2 separate regions of the Mus musculus genome follow, and region 1 is linked to region 2. Evidence: chromatin contacts called from public promoter capture Hi-C data. All regions are on one chromosome and are shown on one strand. Each heading gives the region's core, a stretch centred on a gene start, on an enhancer-like site or on the middle of the called end of the contact. The rest is flanking DNA. Distances are from core to core; before and after follow the strand shown.

The links. Capture Hi-C pulls out chosen DNA fragments and counts their contacts.
Region 1: a contact with region 2 is called in a promoter capture Hi-C map of adipose tissue. The contact joins two enhancer-like sites. A contact is called at or near these places in 1 of 15 datasets of contacts at CTCF or cohesin (embryonic stem cells), 42 of 484 Hi-C or Micro-C datasets (the CH12 cell line, ECoMG myeloid progenitors, the HPC-7 cell line and 28 more), 2 of 115 datasets of contacts at active chromatin or transcription factors (embryonic stem cells and pancreatic cancer cells) and 3 of 9 other capture datasets (adipose tissue, liver and pancreatic islet).

The regions. Positions count from the first base shown.
Region 1 is chr6:125,652,021-125,655,591 of GRCm38.p6, forward strand. Vwf (Von Willebrand factor) reads left to right here. Exons shown (of 52, transcript NM_011708.4): 35 at 3,012-3,232. Among named protein-coding and RNA genes, the nearest start is that of Ano2, 37 kb to the right of the region's middle. Within about 2 kb of position 2,246, at least 6 of the 459 cell types and tissues checked have an H3K27ac peak or open chromatin away from gene starts, as enhancers often do. A contact at or near this core is called in adipose tissue, where this site is marked.
Region 2 is chr6:125,602,131-125,605,911 of GRCm38.p6, forward strand. Vwf (Von Willebrand factor) reads left to right here. Exons shown (of 52, transcript NM_011708.4): 14 at 1,194-1,389; 15 at 2,000-2,215. Among named protein-coding and RNA genes, the nearest start is that of Vwf, 51 kb to the left of the region's middle. Within about 2 kb of position 1,266, at least 165 of the 459 cell types and tissues checked have an H3K27ac peak or open chromatin away from gene starts, as enhancers often do. A contact at or near this core is called in adipose tissue, where this site is marked.

The sequences.
Region 1 (3,571 bases), core at 996-3,495, 51 kb after region 2:
CACACGTTTCTTGCTTTCTTCAGTGTTTCTCATTGCATTTTCATTTTGGTCTATTCTCCCTGGGCCCTTCATTTTGTGATTTGATTTTAGTTGGGTCCTCCCCACCACCATCTTTATTCTCCAGAGCCCAGTCAACTTTTTCAACACCAATTTCTGTTCTGTGTATTTCTTTTATTCTCTGTTTTCTTGCTTTGTCTTGTGTTTGTGATAGCCCATGTGGAAGTCAAAGAGCTTAGTTCTTTCCTTCTGTCGCGTAGGCTCTGGGGACGGGACTCAGTCTCAGCAGCATGAGCACCTCGCTGGCCCTGTTTATTCTTAGTTTTTACAGTTCTTATTCAAGGTGGTTTTTATGGTTTATATAGATTTGAGTATATTTTAATTAGTGTACATTGCGTCATACAGTTTTCTCCTGTGACCTTTTTTTTGGGGGGGGGGAGTCTCCACTCAGTGAGGAGTCACTTTGAAAGTCATTTTGACAGACTCCTGTCACTCTCAGGGGTTAGGAGGTTTCTCATTCATGGAGCCAGTGTGGGAAAGCCATCTCCTCAGTATATGCCCAGAATTTTATGACTCCTGTTGTTTTAGCTTTTAAAAAATGTCTCTCCAGGCCCCTGTTTTCCCTCTTTTTTCCTTTTTATGTGTCACTTCTCAGTTGCCACATACCTTCCCGGTCCCTTCCCTTGGGTTTTGTGCTAGGAACCTGGCACCTCACATGTGCTAGGCTTGCACAGTACCACTAAGCTCAGTTCCAACGCCCAGAGTCTCTTTCCGTCTTTCTGTTTGTCAGTTGACTTCAGTAGTGTGTATCCATTGTTCTTGACAACAGGACTAAACAAAGGCTTAATGTGGTACTCAGTGGTAGCTACTTCTCTGCTCTGTAGGGTGACTCTGAGATGCCAGAATGTGGAGAAAATGTGGAGAGAGGAGGTAGAGTGGATTCGAAGGCGCATTGATGAGTGGTATAATTGTGAAAATGTTTGTAGCTCTCTGATAACATTTTATCGTGTGTACCTCAGCTTCTCATTCTGTAGTTGGGTTACTTTAACCTTTCCTGTGTCTCGGGAGTGTGTCACACAACGGAGTGTGTCAATAGATGTGGCCCATTACAACTGGTAGGGGCTGGAGAGATGGGTCACTGATTACAAGCACATGGTGTTCTTCCAGAGGACCCAGGATGGATGTCTAGCCCCCCACATGGCAGCTCACAACTCTCATAACTTCAGCTCCAGAGGATCTGATGCTGTCTGGTCTCCATAGTCACACTGGACAGGCACACATGCAGGCAAAATACCCATAAACAACAGAAAGAGAGAAGGAAAGAAAGAAAGAAAGAAAGAAAGAAAGAAAGAAAGAAAGAAAGAAAGAGAGAGACAGACCTTGCCACTAAACAGGAGTACACAGTGATGGTTTGTTGAAAGATAAATTAGTATTGTGAAAATGGAAGTGCCTAAGATTCTATATGCCTCCCACACTGTTGAATTTCATCTGTGGCATTGACTTAGTCATAAGATTTATGGATCTATTTATCAAACAAAACATTCATGTCATGTACTCTTAGGCTGGCGTCTGGTCTAGATTGCAACTCTTATGACAGTCCCCAAGGGTAGTGATTGCAACCCCATTAGGCAAGAGAGATGGGAGAAGATCACTGAAGTTCAACAGTTTAACTGTGCCTTTAAGTAAGCAATTGGCAAGACACAACACAATTCTGAGCTTCTTTGGCTCTAACTTACCATGTCACAGTTGATGTGGTGGTGGACAGAGATATTCTGGTTAACAATCTTTGTCTTGGGATGTACTGATTCATTGTCATTGGTAATTGAGGTTGTTTGCTTGATATAACACTATTAACAGCTGAATAGTAGGGAACATTTTACTCAGTTCCCCACAGCTATGTCAAAATACCTGATACTACAAAGTTAAAAAGAAGAAAGGTTTATCTTCACCCACAGCCTGGGGGGTGGGGGGTTGTCTACGGTCACCTGGATCCATTTGAGTTTTGGGCCATGGTGAGGTAGCCCATTCTAGCAAGAACATGTGGCGGCAGGAGAGGGCCGCTCACCTCATGGCTCTATGAAGGGGCTGATGTGCTGATAACCTAACTTCCGTCTACTCAGCTAGATCCCTGGACATCCTACAGTGCCATCATCTGGCAGCCAAGCCTTTGGGGTACACTTACTCAAGTCCCAACAGGGCTCACTAGCAGCACGAGTACCCTTGGGAGCATGGCATTCAATCTGTTACTTGGAAAAGGATACGTGTTCAAGGAATTGGGTGAAAGCCATGGAGGCTGCCCAGCTCTGAGAGATGGCACAGCAGCCCTGCCAGTCACGCTATGTTGATAATCACCTGCAAAAGTTGGCAGTGCCCAGGCCTAGTTATGAGTCAGGGGTGTTGATGGGGTCTCACACTGAACTTGCCTTTCATTGCTTGTGTGTGTGTTAAAATTCACCCCCATAAACAAGTCATGATTTGTGTGAAAAAATCATCTCCAATGTCCCTTAGGTCCAAGACTCACTTTCAAATCTGTGGCACTGGCACATTCAAAGCGGGGATATTCTCCCAGAGTCATCTTACGTGGAAGCACAATGGTTAACTTTCCCACATTGTATTAATAGGGACCTTGAGAATTTGCTGATTATGTGAGTGACTGGGTCCCGAGTGAGTTCTGAGATCCGACTGTTTATTTTGGCCTAGGAAATATTTCTCTGGTGTAATCTCTTATGGGCTAAGTCACTGCAGCTACTAGTGCTGTTAGCTGGAGGGACACTTGTGTCTTGAGGTGAATTTTCTTTACAGTGCCGTCATGAATAGCTTGCTTAGTTCCTCATGCTTTCAACATTACCATGTACCCTTGAAGTGTTGTCACTTTCTTTCCTGGAGCAGTTCCCCCTCCCTCACCCCAGTGGCTGGCTCACGTTGACTATGTGCAGCATGCATGTCTGCATCGCTGCAGACATGCATGAGGTGGGCTGGATACCGTCCGTCTAGCATTGGCTTTCCCCACTCAGGTGTGTGCACGGGCAGTTCCACTCGGCACATCGTCACCTTCGATGGGCAGAATTTCAAGCTTACTGGTAGCTGCTCCTATGTCATCTTTCAAAACAAGGAGCAGGACCTGGAAGTGCTCCTCCACAATGGGGCCTGCAGCCCCGGGGCAAAACAAGCCTGCATGAAGTCCATTGAGATTAAGCATGCTGGCGTCTCTGCTGAGCTGCACAGTAACATGGAGGTGAGAGGCATTTTCTGTGTGATCCATGGCAGGGGCAGAGCGGAGCTTCAGGAAAACCACATGGAGCTGGTTTTAGCTGCCGCTGCCTGGGAGTCAGCCTTCCACTTGACTAGCCGGGCACTTCCTCCTTCAGTGGGCTTCCTTGCTGTCTCTCCGGTCTTGGCATGATTTCTTTCACATTGCTCTGGGTCCAGATTTGGGAGAGCGGGTTTTAGATAGCGAGTTGTGTATTTAGTTCCAGTTTCTGGCATTGATGAGAAACTGGGTTGGCACCAGGACCATGGATACACTAGGCATTATGAGCCCAGTGCTCAAGGCCTGGGGGCTTTCCAAACAGAA
Region 2 (3,781 bases), core at 16-2,515:
AAAAGACCTTGATTGCCTTGTGTGTGTGTGTGTGTGTGTGTGTGTGTGTGTGTGTGTGTGTGTGTGACTTGGCATTTGTAAAACAAACAAGGAAGGCCATTTGCCCACCTTTCTTAGTTGCATGTATGTCTGTGGGTCTGGAACCTTCCACATGCACCTTGTTAAGTCACAGCTGGGAGCTAGAAGGGGCTTCCAAGATGACTACGGGGACTCAGGCCTGACCTGTGAGACTTTGGATCATCAGGATGGGGGGTGTGCGGGGACCACCTGGTTTCACTGATTACCCACAGAGCTATCATTGGACTCTTGGGGTCTGGTCCCTACCAGTTCTTCAAATCTGCACCATGGAATTCAGTGGCGCCCCAGCTGTCCTGGGAAAAAGCTGCCTCCACACCACTGCTTGGCCCTGAGTGTGCACTTTGGGGTCAAACTCATCATGGCTCACTGCTGAGGTCTGATCAGCGAGTGAGAGACGGGGCTAGAATCTGAGCCCTGCTTCCTTGAGAGAAGGGGATAGAATCTGAGCCCTGCTTCCTTCCTGGTGTCCTCAGCAGGAGATTAGAAGACAGGTGTTGCTCCTGGACACCAGACACAAGCTCCTGGGGGCTTGGACTACACCGTCCTCAGTCTGCCTTGTCTGTTTGTAACTAATATCTGTCCAACGAACAGTTTGCATGTTCTCTCACTGTTGCTTAGCCCATGTCTGTTGATAGTCACTTTAGTCACAGACATAGGGAGCACGAAGGTCTGGGGGATTCAAGTTGCTTGCTCTTTCCAGCCGTGTCACCCTCGATGGGATCTTAGGCAATCTCTCCCTCCCTCCCCCTCTTCTTCCTCCCTCTCTCCCTCCCCCTTTCTCCCTCTTTCTCTCTTTCCCTATCTCCCTCCTCCTTCTCTTCTCTTTCCCTGTGTCCCTCCTCCTCCCCTCCCCCTCCCCCCCTCCTTCTTCTTCTCTCTCTCCCCCTAATTCCTAGAATCCTTCTGGCTGACTTTTCTTTGAGGAGCGACAGCCAGCTGCACGACACCTAGCTGCATAGCTTGCAGTGGTCCTCCAGTTCGCAGCCCGGGACTTAGTCGTCCTGACATTAATTTTTCACCTGGGGAAATTTTTTGGTGCAAATGATCTCATTAACTAAGTGGAACCATTGTGGCACTGGGGGACAGCTGCTCCAAGGCCCGGCTTCTTCCGGCAGCTGTCCCCAGTCTATTCTGGGAAGACCTGTGGCTTGTGTGGGAATTACAACGGCAACAAGGGAGACGACTTCCTCACGCCGGCCGGCTTGGTGGAGCCCCTGGTGGTAGACTTCGGAAACGCCTGGAAGCTTCAAGGGGACTGTTCGGACCTGCGCAGGCAACACAGCGACCCCTGCAGCCTGAATCCACGCTTGAGTATGTGAGCCGCAGACCCCGGGGTCTCCCGTGGTCCAGGCAGGCATTCCACGGGACACAGAGAGAGGGAAGGCAAAGGCGGAGCCATTGGCCCAGCCTTTATTTTGACCACTGGCCGTTGAGATCCACATTTGGCTCATTTCCTTTTCAAAGTTTGTTTATTGAACACCCTCCATCCATGGGTGAAATCCCAAGAAAGAATAGAATATTGGGTCGTTTCTGGCCCGGAAAAGACCCAGTCTAGAGCAGCGGTGGGTGTGGGAGCTTAAAGTTGACTTGTATGATAGATGCGCTGCAGTGACCCTGTGTGGACACGGTGCTGCGACATCTCTGCTCTTGCTAGCTTCTGCTACTCTAACCACCGTCTCCGGTCAGTGGGTCTTTGGGGAACGCACATTTACCCGTTACTGAGCCAAACGCAGAACTGTACATTGGCACCAGAAGCCAGAGCCAGATAGATTAATTTTGGTAGCAACAGAAAAGGGAACTGGCTTTGTTTGTGGGGAAGAGGGTGGGGTGAGGTATGGATGTTAGAGTCCCTGAGGCTGGCCCCAGAGGAACGGGCAGGGCCACGTCTTGTTCTGCACAGGCTCTCCTTTCTCTTCAACAGCCAGGTTTGCAGAGGAGGCTTGTGCGCTCCTGACGTCCTCCAAGTTCGAGGCCTGCCACCACGCAGTCAGCCCTCTGCCCTATCTGCAGAACTGCCGTTATGATGTTTGCTCCTGCTCCGACAGCCGGGATTGCCTGTGTAACGCAGTAGCTAACTATGCTGCCGAGTGTGCCCGAAAAGGCGTGCACATCGGGTGGCGGGAGCCTGGCTTCTGTGGTGAGAACTCCATAACCAGTTAACCTCCTTTAGGCAATCAATTCAAACTCTTCTGACAACTTGTGGGTCTGGGTCCACCTGTCCTTTTCAAAGGTACTTTCTTTGAATAATTTCATTTGGAAACAGGCCCCAGTGACAAACTTGGGGCTACAGTTCTTTTGCAGCCATTTCTCCTGCCTTCTGCTCTTGGCTGGTAATGGGGTGGGTTCCTGCGTAAAAGTAAGTTGGAACTCCTTACAGAAGCCATGGACTTTGGAGTTGCATAGGCCTGGCTGAGAGTGCCTGTAAATGCTGCCACCTAGTGTTCATTCCTTGTATGAGCATGCCGTGGTGTGAGTTTGGAATGCTGGAATCCTTTGCTTGTAATGTCAGGCAAGGCAGACGTGGGACCTGGCCCACGGTCTTTGGCATCGTATAAAGTTATGCAGCATTGAATAATGCCATTGTTCTAGTTGAATTTGCATCTGTCCTAAGCTGTGGTAGATTCCTGCCATCAAAGATGGTCTTTGCTCCTGCACCGTGGTCCCCTGGGCAGTTAAACCCTGCTTACTGTTTTGTTGTTTTTCCTCTGGAGACATTTGGCTAGTGTCCAGGCTTAGACAACTGGGAGACAGAATCTTGAAGCTTCCTTTTGAGACCTCCCTCGGAGGTGCCTGTCAATCACACTGAGTGAAGGGACAGCTGAGGAGGACTCTCTGGGGAGGTGTTCTCGATCAAAGGTTTGCAGAGGTGCTTTTGTGTCAGAGAGAGGTTAGCAGGGCAGGAGTTTGGGCAGATAGTCTGGAGGAGGAAGGTAGGTGGAACTCTGAGTTTCAGGGTGTGGGCGTCAGATTTCCTTAAACTAGAGTTACATATGGTCACGAGCCACCGTATGAATGCTGCAGAATACACCAGCATCCTGTGCAAGAACAGCTAGTGCTCCTGGTGGCCGAGTGGCCTCTTTGTCCCTCAGTATTTTTTCCTCTTAGTTTGTGTTGTCATTTTGGTTGTTTATTGAGATAAAGTTTCACTCTGAAGCTCAGGCTATGCCAGAATTCATGATCTTGAACTGGTATTGGATTCAAGGTAATCCACCTGCCTCAGTGCTGGGGAAGCAGGGGGACAGTAGTTAGGGGAAGTGGTAAAAAAAATAATAACATTATGGACTTGATGAGACATACATGTGTCAGCATTGGTGTCTCACGAGCTTGTGTTTGGAGTCTTAAGCAGTGTCTGATGAAAGACGGGACGAAGGGAGACATGCTCTGTTCCAAGGAGAGATGGATGAAGCAAGTAGGAATGAAAGGGACACCCAGTGCCCTCCTCTTCCATCCAACCCTGGACGAAGGGAATACTGACAGCCCAACGGATGTAGTATAGAATTTTCTAGAAGTTTACCTGTAGTTTAGCAGCTCTGTGTCTCTAAGCTCTTCATTCCAATGACCCTTACTGTCTGTCTCCTTCCTAGTGGCTGCCTTCTAGCACCTGGGGAACTTAACTAGTCAGCGCTGTGCTGTATTAGGAGTTCTGCATTAGCCATATGCAATGTGATGGCATCAGAAGGCTGTGCTAGTTTAGGACATTCTT